3 separate regions of the Mus musculus genome follow, and regions 1 and 2 are each linked to region 3. A link is a contact called in public promoter capture Hi-C data. All regions are on one chromosome and are shown on one strand. Each heading gives the region's core, a stretch centred on a gene start, on an enhancer-like site or on the middle of the called end of the contact. The rest is flanking DNA. Distances are from core to core; before and after follow the strand shown. Region 1 holds the start of Ube2a (ubiquitin-conjugating enzyme E2A). Region 2 holds the start of Bcorl1 (BCL6 co-repressor-like 1). Region 3 holds the start of Stag2 (stromal antigen 2).

The links. Promoter capture Hi-C pulls out the DNA fragments that hold promoters and counts their contacts.
Region 1: a promoter capture Hi-C map of cranial neural crest shows a contact between it and region 3. The contact joins the promoter of Ube2a here to the promoter of Stag2 in region 3. A contact is called at or near these places in 1 of 39 promoter capture datasets (cranial neural crest) and 1 of 484 Hi-C or Micro-C datasets (B cells).
Region 2: a contact with region 3 is called in a promoter capture Hi-C map of cranial neural crest. The contact joins the promoter of Bcorl1 here to the promoter of Stag2 in region 3.

What each region holds. Positions count from the first base shown.
Region 1 is chrX:36,871,916-36,875,677 of GRCm38.p6, reverse strand. It overlaps Ube2a (ubiquitin-conjugating enzyme E2A), which reads right to left and starts at 1,383. Exons shown (of 6, transcript NM_019668.4): 1 at 1,149-1,383; 2 at 887-967; 3 at 486-511. The coding sequence starts at 1,192.
Region 2 is chrX:48,338,964-48,343,037 of GRCm38.p6, reverse strand. Bcorl1 (BCL6 co-repressor-like 1) reads right to left here and starts at 1,680. Exons shown (of 15, transcript NM_178782.4): 1 at 1,555-1,680; 2 at 158-237.
Region 3 is chrX:42,148,167-42,151,739 of GRCm38.p6, reverse strand. It overlaps Stag2 (stromal antigen 2), which reads right to left and starts at 1,586. Exons shown (of 34, transcript NM_001290713.2): 1 at 1,449-1,586.

The sequences.
Region 1 (3,762 bases), core at 134-2,633, 5.3 Mb after region 3:
GCAGGCAACTGTATGTCAGAGAAGCTTGCATCCATTCAGCACTAAACAAGCCACACACTAAGCACTGCTGAACACACTTCTTGCCCTGGGGATGGAACGCTTTGTGGACCAGATGGTTGCTGGTGAACTGGTTTCCTGCTGCATTATCTCTGTGGGGGCTAAAGTTAGCAAGAAGGCTGCTCAAACCTCCACAACCCTGAATACCAGCGCTGTGGCACTTCTTTTAAAAAGTGACTACTTTCACCCAGGATGGATTAAACGGGGGGGGGGGGAGACGACACAAACGAACGGAAAAAGTGAAGTTTTGATTAAGCCTAGGTCTAGCCAGAACAATCCGCCACACACTGAATTTCACTTGAGCCTTTGGTGGTCAGAGGTGGCAGGGGCAAAGCCGCTTCTTTAAGTGGGGGGCGCTTGCTGATACCCGGGACCCCCTTTCCCCTGAAGAGTAGGCTCCTGAAAGGTGGGCTAAGAAACTCTCTTACCATCCTCAAACGGGGTCCCTTCGGGCCTGCAACACAGAATAAAAACAAAAACAAGAGCCCGTTAGTGCCGGCTCAGAGGGTCCCCGCCTCCCCGCAGCCTCAGAGGCGGCGGCTCTGTCAAGGTTTCCCATCCCTGCCGCCTGGTCCGTCCCGCACCGCTGTCCCGGGTTAGGAAAAGGCGGCGCAGGCCGCCGCAGCCTCCGCTGCCCCTCGCCACCAAGAACCCCAAAGAGTTCCCCTAGCAGAGAGAAGGCAGCTAATCGAGGCAGAGGCTCCGGGGAGGCGCCTAGGCCCAAGCAACCCCAACTCTCTTCCCCTTTCCCCCCATGCGCGGCTCGTCTAGGGGCCGGCCCCGGTCCTCCCTGCCCCGGTCGCCGGCGAGAGCCGGCCCGCAGACTCACCCAAAAATGACCGCATTCCAAACCATTATGTTGTTCTCCGACGGAGCCCCGCTCACTCCGGCCGGAGGATCTTCCTGTAACCTTCAGAAACAGACACACAGCGGCTGCCCTCAGCCCCGCGATTCGCCGCCGGGATCCCCCTCCCCATCACACCCGGAGCCGCTCCGCTTCGGGCTCCGCCCTGTGCCCCCCGGCAGGCAGGCAGGCAGGCGGGCAGGCAGGCCGCCCCCTCGAGCGCCTGGCCCTCGCGGACGCGGGTTACCTCTTGAAGTCCCTCATGAGGCGGCGCCGGGCCGGGGTCGACATGGCTTTAGCGGGCTCAGCAGTCGGGCATATACCAGGGTCCGCGGTCCCCGAGGAAGCCGAGGAAGCCGGAGAAGCCGAGGAGGCGCCGAGAGGGACGGCACTGCCGCTCCGGAGCCGAGGGTCGGTCTGGCGCCGGCTAAGCACCACCCCAGAGTAGACGGGGGCCGAACCAACCTGGGGAGAACGCGCGGGGGGGTGCGGGGAACGCCTTACGCCCGGCGGACCGTACCAAGGCGGCCACGGGGCGGGGAGAGCCAAAGTTGACCTGTCAATCACGTCCCACCTGAGAGCCCTGGCCCTGGACCTAAGGGAGGAGGTGGCCAAGTTCCCTGGGGGAAAAGGCTAGGCGGGAAGCAAAGGAAACCTTCAAGTCCCGGTGATTTAACAGGGAGCAGCGCGGGCCCCACTTGCTGACTTGAAGAGGAACCCCTGCGAAGTTTTCTTTTTATAGGTACTTACTTTTTTTCGGGAAGGAGGGGCTCTTTTTCTATCTTTTTTCCCCCTCTGTTGAGACAGAGTCTCCTATAGGCCAGAGAACCTCGAACTCACTGTGTCGTTGAGCATGATTTTGAACTCCTGACTCTCCTGCTTTCACCTCCCAAATGCTGGGATTACAAGAGTGCACCACCATGCCAGTCTTTTAATTACTTCTTGTTTTGTTATTGGTTCCCCCTTCTTCCTCCACTTATTTGTTGATTGATTGATTGGCTGATTGATTGTAGGGTTGGTCTCTTGTAGTATCTAATGTAACACAGGCTAACTCAGACTCACTGTGAATCCCAGAGGCTGGACTTGGAGGTCACCTCAGCCTGCCAGGAATATGTCTTTAACCTTTCTTCTGTTTTGACAAAGAATGAATTATTAAACTGCCAACTACTGTTTAGGGTCGGGGAAAGAGGCGAGAAGATTAGTTGAAAGAAAAGAGTGGAGGAAAGACTTGGCACAGGCAAAGCAGTTCTCCAAAGGCAAGGATGTTAGGGTCACAGTCCTGTAGACACGAGAGGCTGGGGTAACTGCTTAAAGTCATGGGGAAAGTAATATAAATAAATAAATAAATAAATAAATAGCTCTTGAGTATGAAAATGGACTTTGGGTCCATCTTCTTTGAGATGAGGGTGCACAATTCAAACCCAACTTTTAACCCTAGGACTGAATGAAATGATGTTGGGGGGCAGTGGCAGAAATGAGAGCTTCGCCGTGGTGGCGCACGCCTTTAATCCCAGCACTCGGGAGGCAGAGGCAGGCGGATTTCTGAGTTCGAGGCCAGCCTGGTCTACAAAGTGAGTTCCAGGACAGCCAGGGCTACACAGAGAAACCCTGTGTCGGAAAAAAAAAAAAAGAAAGAAAAGAAAAGAAAGAAAGAAAGAAAAAAAAGAAATGAGAGCTTCTCCCAGGGAAAATAGACTTTTTACAATCTCTATGGGTACTCACAATTTGTCTCTGGAACCACATTTCCCCTTGGTAATTCAGCAAGCCAAGCAGCTAGTTTAGAAGAGTCTGAGGTATGAGCTTATCCAGCTGGAGAGTATTGGAAGGACCGGAGGCGGCAAGGAGAGGCAGGGCGCACAGGAAAAGCTGCAAGTCTCAGGCAAGCCTCCCAGGGAGTATAGGGACCTGCAAAAGCAAGAACAGTTTCAAAGAAGCATTTTCAAAGATCAACCCAAAAGTCACTTAGTGGGCAGACAAGGATGCTGGAAATTATGAGAAAGGCAGGTTTGAGTTAAATCTGGGAGAGTTTTGAATGCCAAGCTAATGGAATCCTTGGAAGGTAGTGGAGGCAGGAAGCGACACCATTAGAGCTGGGCATTCAGAATCTTCTCCCTAGAGAGCAAGAAAGTAGCTGCAGGGCTCTTTTGCTACTGTGGAGGAGAAACACTGTATCAGGCAATCTCACCTCCCAGAGACAAGCGCATCCTTTACCATGGGAACTACTACAGCTTCAGTCTTCAACAGAGATTTTCTTTCCCATTAAATCCTGCTCACATTTTGAAATCAATCTCTCTCTCTCTCTCTCTCTCTCTCTCTCTCTCTCTCTCTCTCTCGGAGAGCCCAGTCTTCTATAGTCATCAGAGAAAAGGAGGGGGGTAAATAAAGAGCACTTGGCAATAGATTGAATGTGGTGGCAAGAATGATGCTTTAAACCCTGAGAGCAGTGGGGCTTTGAAGTGGCCGTTAACAGAACTAGGCATAAAGGGTGAAGGGACACATCTGGGAGAAGAAATTTTGAGTGGGACTTCCTGAGCTCCTGGGAGTGATGAAACAGCCATGCGAAGATGTCCAGAAGTCATCAGGTGCATAGGAGTAGGAAGCACATACCAACAGTAGTGATTTTCCTAGGTACTTAATGGCAAGTGCCTTCCTGACTAACAATTGTTACCCCCCCATTAACCCCAACATATGAATCCGTTAAAGCAAGTTTCCCTAATAGTGTTGGATTATGGCTGTTGGTGGGAAAAGGTTACCAAACAAATTTCAAATATCCTTTCTCCTCATCTAGGAACACGAAGTCTTCTAGTTCACACATGAAAAGAGCAAAAGCAAGGCCTGCAAAAAGAGCATTTGTTCTCTGT
Region 2 (4,074 bases), core at 431-2,930, 6.2 Mb before region 3:
CCAGTCGCCACCCTCCATCTCCTTCCCCGGAACCCTCCCCGAAGTAGGGGCTCGCCTTTCTCTCCCCGCCAGGAAAGAGTCCTGGGGGCGACTACCCACCTCTACTCTTATACTGGGCCCCAACCCACCAGCATCCCCTTAGTCGTGTCCCCCTTACCGAAGTATTAGTGGGGGCGGCCGTAGTTGGACTAGTGTCTACTTTCCCTCTGACACTAGCTGTCCTTCACCACGCTGACCCTGTGGAAACACAGAGAAGCAAAGCACATTAATGCTCCCGTATCCCACCCTCCACGTTCGAGCCCCCACAGAAATGGTTCATAGTAAAGAGGTTGGTACTGGAAGTGAGCTGAGAGTAACTCCAGTCCTCAAACCCCATTCTGGTCATGAAAATCCAGGGATCCGTCCCTTTCCTTAAAAGCCATCAAAAAAGCTTGGATCCGGGGCTTAAATTATCTAAACCCCAGGTCCACACCATGCCAAGCAACATTACCTGGCAGGAATAAGACACAAACTAGGCTGCCCCCAAGGGAGGGAAAGTGCAGCCCTCGACGCCTTCCACCCCTCCAAAGCATACCACTAGGAGATTTAGATGGCCAAGGATAAGAGGGAGACGGAAGGGGTGCTGGAAGATTGGAAGGATTGTGGTGGGGAAGGGTCCACCGACCCCGAAGAGCAGAATCCAGATGCTAAGAGGTGGAGTGGTGGGGTGCGGCATATTGCAGACGGCGTCTTCCCTCGGTTTTCCGGGAATCGCCTGGGAAGCCCGTCCAACACCGGGAGTTGCTTACCAGTCAGTCCCCTAACCCCATTTGTGCGCGGGAGGCGACCGGAGCCCAGCTGGGAAGCCCGGGCACAAACTCCGCGGAAGCTGGCCTTCGCCGCCACCGCCGCCGCCGCCGCCGCCGCCGCCGCCGCCGCTGCCGCCGCGCTGCCTCGGGCCTCCCTCCCTCCGCTTTCGGCCCCGCAGATCTACCTTCGCCCCCGGCCGAGGCCAGACCCCGCTTGCAACTCCACGCCCCTACTCCACCCCCTGCTCTCCCTCCCCTCGCCCTCTCCTCCCGGTCGGGCCCAGCCCCTAGCGCCGCCCCGCCCTAGCGCTCGGTCCAGAGCCCAGCAAGTGCCCCGAACTCGCCCCCCACCCCCACGCCCAGGCCAGCCGGGCCGGGCCTGCTCTCCCCCCTCCCGCTGCGCCCCGCCCCCCGAATCCACGTCCTACTTCGCCACCCAACTCGGCCCGGTCCCGGTTCGTCCCGCGCCCACGCCGCCAGAGTCCGCGGTTCGGTCCGGTGCACGGTCACCCACCCCGCCCTTGCCCGGGTGCCGGCCTGCCTGCCCTCGGCAGCCCGCCGGAACGCGCGGTCCCTATCTGAGTCCGGCTCGGGGTGCCGGCCTCGGTCCTGGCGGCGGTGCAGCGTCTCCACGAGGGCTCGGATCACGCAAGATCCGAACCCGCGCAGGGTGGGGGCTGCGAAAAGCAAGTTTCTTTATCCTCCCCCCCCCCGCCCCCGCCGCAGGGCCACGCCGTTCCCGCCCCCGTCACAGCGCCCCCTTCACCTGGGCAGAGCCCCCCGGCTGCTGTCGCAACTTTGCTCTTCTCCACACCGCCCGGGAAGCGGGCGAAGCGGGAGTAGGAGGGAGGTGGCGGGAGGGGGGGTGCTGGGATCAGGCCGCTGGGCTCCCGGAGGACACGTGGGGGAGGAGGGGAAGGAGGAGGAAGAAGGGGGCGGGCCTGCACTTCTCGGGGCTCCCCCCTACCAGCCCCAGGGAAGCCGGAACCTCGCTGGGCAGCCGCAGACCCCGCACTGGCCACGGGGAAGAACGGAGCCACCTTTCCCCAGCCAGTCCTCCGCTCCAGGAAGGGGGGGGGGGTGCCGCAACGCCGTTCGGGGTCGGAGAGCGATCGTTTTCGCTCCTGGTTGATGTGTAACACGCTCTCCCCGTTTTGTTGTTGGTTTTTTTTCTTTTCTTTTCTTTCTTTCTTTCTTTTCTTTTTTTTCTTTTTTTGACTCGGTCTATGTAGGAGGGCGGGGGTCTCGCCCGAGGGGAACGCCCCCGCCAGACACCCCGCCCTTCCTCCGGGCCCCCCACTTCCCCACCCTTGGCGACCTCCGCGCGTGGTTCTGGCGCTCCAGCACTGAGGCCGCGCTCAGGCGCAGTCCTAGCCCGGGCGCCGAAGTGGGACAGGTGCTAGGGCAAGAAAAAATGCCCGGTCCTCGCCGCCTCGCCTCGCCTCCCGAGTCCGCTCGGCCCACTCTTCGTGGCAACCTCCCAGGCTGCAAAAACCTTGGGTCACCCTCAGTGGATATCACTTGCTAGGGTGTGGAGGCATCTGGTTTGGCGGGGAGACCCGAGGGAGGAAGGGACGAAAGGTCTATAAAGAGGAAAGCTTGCAAGACTTTGCAGAGGGAAATCTGCCTAGAAGGACCTAGGGCTTGGTTTCTGCCTGCTTTCCCTCTGGGCTCTTGAGACACCAATCTGAGTCCCCTGACCCTTCCCCTTTACCCTAACGACCGCCTGCCAGGCCAAGGGAGTATAAATCCTTCCTGTGTTTATATCGCCGGCCATCCCTGAGACTTGAAGGGCTTATAGGCTTGTGGACCACATTCGAACTCTGCTGACTTACATTAACTCCAAGGAGAGAGGCTTTGAGGAGGGAAAGCTGCTGCTTGACATGACTTTCAGTCTTAGGTTGTTTCTTAGCAGCTCCAACCCTGATCTGATGGTGAGGACTTCCAAGGTATTGTCTCTACCCAGAGGGTATCAGGAAACATAGTCAACAGTTCCTAAAGGATTCGAAACAGGATGTGAAATAACAGGAACTTGGGAAAATAATCTCTATGTCCAGACATATTGATATTATTTAGTATATATTTATCTATGCTAAGGAAGCCAGAGAGGTCATTTGAACTAGAAGGAAACCCTGCTGAATTAATGACTTTCTCTTCTCCCTACCCCCACCCCCCATTCCCACCCCTCTAGGCCCAGAAGTTCCATCTCTGAGCTAGGGGGTGTTTTGTTTTTGTTTTCTTCTTTGTGAAGTCTTCATGGATGGCAGTTGAGACTTGCCTGCTGTTCCCCTCACCTGGTCTGAGAGATGTATATGAGAGCAGCTAAGGCTCTGGTGGTCTTGCTATTGTCTGAGATCTGCTGTTAGTACCCCAATTGCCTGTCCTCACCACCCTCACCACTAATTCGAGCAATGTATATATAGTAGGGCCACCCAATTTTCCCCCTTTGGGAATCTCTTCACTAGTTATTTTACTTGGCCACACCTGCCCTCCAGTGCACACACCCACACACCCACACCCACATTTAAAAACTGTTTTGCACCAAGCAAAAATGAGGATTCAGAAATATGTTTGAGTTCATCAACATATGAACTCAATATGCATCACTTAACAGGGAAATCACCTCCATGTGCCTTGCTCTTGCCTATCCTGCTTTAAGTTGTCTGTCTTCGCTGATTTTAATTATTCTGGTAATTACTAAATCGCCACTAATCTTAAGGCCTTACTTAGGACCTTAGGGTTACTCTGCTCCCCATTTTGAGGCTGAAATGGATGTTAAACACATCAATTTTCACTAGTCTGTCTCTTACCATTTGACTGCAAAATAAAGGTTGGGGAGAAGACGGTTGCTTGGTTGCTTCCTGGGTGAAGCTGGAGCTTTTTTGAGCCCTTTCCTGTTGGGGACCAGACTTCCTGTCCTACAGGAGATGATGGGAAATCAAGGATCAGTGTGGGGATAGCTGTGAGAAACCTTTAAAGTATGGAGATAACAATGATTATTTTATTTGAGGCTCGCACCACAACATAACCATAATAAAAATGCCTTGCCTTTGTATAGCATCAGAGTGTTTACAATGCCCTTATGTGATTCAATTTGTTTCTCACTATAGTTCTTGGTTCTGTTATTGAGGAAACTGAGTCTCTTAAGCCTCTATGGGTGGCGTGCTCAAGGTCACAGAGTGAGTTTCTGAGCCAGGAATCCCAATAGTCCCGATGCCACATTTGTAATTCTTTTCAGTATAACACAACACTTTTGTTAAATGCCAAAACAGCCGTTTTCGGGAAA
Region 3 (3,573 bases), core at 337-2,836:
TAAACCTAACCCCACAGATCAAAAGTTTCTGATAGACATAGCATAGAAGCTGGAAATAATCATTAAATCAAAAACCACGACCCTCAATTTAAAAACTACATACAGAAGAAAGGAGGAGGGAGAGGGAGGGAGTAGGCAACAACATAAAAAAACATCCTAGGCCACGGAGAAGAAAGTCTCCCAGACCGGATGAAACTACTAATGCAATATTAAAAATTCAAGTCGAGCACCAAAGCCCGAAAAAAAAAAATCACACGAGAACCCATTACCGTTGAGGATTAAAAATAAAATGACATATAACACCAAGGAGAAGAAACTAAATGCCGAAAGTACAGCGGTTTATCAAAAAAATAATAAAAAAAATCAAAACTAAAGGCAAAACAAGACATTGTCGCGGCGGGAGGGAAAGGGAAAAAAAGGCCGAAATCAACAATACGTTTACAATTCTAGGCCAGAAGAAAATGGGAACGGGGCTCAAAGTTTTGCGGAACTACTTGATGCTGTTTCCCACACCTTCTCTCTCCCATGGCCCAGCCGACCCTTTTTCTCCTAAAATTGTAGTCCGCAGATCTCCGGATACGTGAGAGAAGAAAAGAGAAAGTCGCCCTCAAGCAAGAATAAAAGTGTGGAGGGAAAACAGAGGCTGCCTACCTGGGGCAAGGATCAGCTCAGTTCGTGCCTTGAGAAAGACAGTGCGGGTGGGGGTGGGAACGAAAAAGCAGCACTAAAACTAAAACAAAAGTGGCGCCAAAACCCCCCAACAAACAGCCTTCCACTCCCGCCCTTCCCCCCCCTCCGCCCATGCCAGGCAGGCAGGGCCCCCTTCGGGGCAAGCTCTACGCGCTGGGGACCGACGCCGCCGGACCCCAAACGATTTCGAAAATTGGTGCCCTAAGAAAACTGACCGAAGTCGGGGCCTCGGGAAGGATGGAGAGATCGATGCCAACCGCTTTGCCCAAGCAGTTCCCCCACCACGCGCTGGAGATGATGGGGCGGGGGAGAGAAGCCGAGGGGCCCGTCACATGAATGTTGTTCCCTCTCTAGGAAGGGAGGAAGAGAGGGAGGGAGGGAGGGAGAGAGGGAGGGGAGGGAGGGGAGGGGAGGGGAGGGGAGGGGAGGGGAGGGAGGGAGGCAAGGAGGGGAAGGGAGAGGGGAGGGGGGACGAGGGAGGGGTGTGAGCAGAGTAGATTTTCCCTCGCCTCCCTCGGTCCGAGGCCCAAATAGACACAAACGAGCCTGCTCGGCCTCCCCTCCCCCCGGGTTCCCAGCACCACCATCTTGCTCGCTTCCTTCCCCGCACCACCACGGCGCGCTCTCCCACCGCCACCACCACCACCCCCCCTCCCCGCCACCACACGCCACCGGGCCGTGGCCTCCCCGGGTTTGCCCCTTTCTTCTCCACCCGTCCCCCCCCCGAATCCCGGCCAGGGATGGCACCCCCACCCCACCTCCAGTCTGGGGGGCTCTCGTCCCCCTCCACGGGCTGCTTAAGAGGCCCCGGGAGGAGAGGAAGCGAGCGAGCAGGCTACGCGGAGGCGCCGAGCCTCCATCTTGCGCCGCTGCGCGTTCTCCATTTTGGGCCACCCGTGGGGGGGGGAGCCCCCTCCGCCGAGGTCCCCGGGGGAGACTTGGGCGAGGGAGGCGAAGGGACAACCTTCCAGCGAGGGGAGTGAGAAGGGAGCGTCTTGCGCTAAAAAAGCGGCTCCGGGAGGAAGGAGGCGGGGAGGGGACGCAGGGGGCGACTGCAAGTTCCTTGGAAGTGTTGGGGTAGCGACTTGGGGACGGAGAGGACAGGCAGGGGGTGACGCGGGGCCGGGGCGACGCTGGCTCGCTCCCCGCCCGGACACGGCCACTCGCTCGCTCGCTGCCCCGCGCGGGGCCCCCTACGAGGCCGCGGCCCGGCCCCGGAGCGCCCGGCCTTCTCGGCTCCCTCCCGGCCGGCCGCACGCTCTCTTCGCCCGATCGCAAGCACACACACCTCACGGTGGGCCGCGCGCCCTCCGGGTGCCCCTCCAAACTTCTAGAAGCTTCGCCTCCGCCATTTTATAACTTACCTCCCCCCTCAGCGTCTACAGAGGCAGCAAGGAGACTGTTGGCCTCCCCCACTCCTTCCTTCTTTCTCAGGCCGGGGGCTTCTTCACCCCTGGGCTGGTACAAGATTTTTCCCCCTTCCTCTTCTTTCCACCCTTGAGTTCTACTGAGGGACGGAAGCTCCCGCGGGTCTAGAGCCGTGGGGGGGTTTGAAAGTGGCGGTCGGATCCGGCGGGGTGCTTTTTTTGTTTTGTTTTGTTTTTTTCCCTTTTTTCTGTATTTTTTTTCCTTTCTTTTTTTTTTCTTTTCTTTTTTTTTTTTTTCTTTCTTTTTTTTTTTTTTTTTTTTTTTTTTTTTGGTGGCGCTTCGGGATTGTTTGGGGTGTTCGCTCTTCGGCGACTTGGAGGCGAATGGAACGCGCAGGCGCCATCTGTCGGCCGCGAACCCGCGGCCCAGCTCCTGTTGGGAGGCAGCGGCATCTAGCGGCGGCGGGCTGCCATTGCGGCGCGCGCCACGCAGCCCTCCCACCCGCCAGCCTCCTCCCCGTGTCGCCGACCAATCGCCGCCGCCGGACTCCCCGCTTCCGCGGCTCGGACGCCTCCTGTGAACGGGGCGCCCGCAGGGGCGCGCCGCCGAGTGGGGTAAACAAGCTGGCGTGCCCGCGCCTCTCTTACTCAGCCGTTGGGACGCGCTTCCGCCCTGCGCGGACTGGCTGAGGGCCCACGGCGCCACCGAGGAGGTCGCCGAGAGGCCGGCGACAGTGTCCACTGGAGCCCCGCCGTGGGAATTCCGGGGCTTCAGCGGGCCGATCGTCCGGCTCCCCGCCCCCTGCGCAGCCCTGGCAGCCCTGCAGGCTAGCAGCACCCTTCAGAGCTCTCCAACACAACCCACCCCAGTAAAGGGCCACTTGTTCCCAGATCTCTGGTTTCCTCACGTCCTTTCCAACACTCCTCACACTTCCTCCCCAAAAGACCCAACTAGGCCACTTGATCCCAGCGAGAATGGATAGCTTGGCAATTTTGCTTGCTTTCTTTTTTCCTTCGAGTATGGTTTAAAGATTCTCTTTATCAGGAAGACTACGGGTGGGGGGAATTACATATAATTATACATATATATGTGTATGTGGATATATAGATATAATTTTCAACTCACTATTCCTGATCCATAAAAATGTGAGCTCCATACTCAAATTCTACTAGACTTAGGGAGCTGGACTACTAGGCTAATTGGCCGCTCAGCCGGTTTTATAGGTGACTTTTGGGGGCGGAAGAGGAGATGGGACCAGACAAAGTGGCGTGAAATCCACGTGCAAGGACAGGGTTAGCAGGGGACCTGTGGAGATTACTAGACACTCACTGCTGCCTTGTGTGGAGGCGGCCTTGCCACATTGTTAACAATTACAGTTCTTGGTACTTCCTCATAGCCCTCCCACAAGTATTTTGAAGTACAGAAAGACCTTTTGCACCCAGTCCAACTCCCTTGACTCTTTATCACCCTTGGGTGTTTATTGTGAGGATATTTTTTCTTTTTGTCACTTCATTT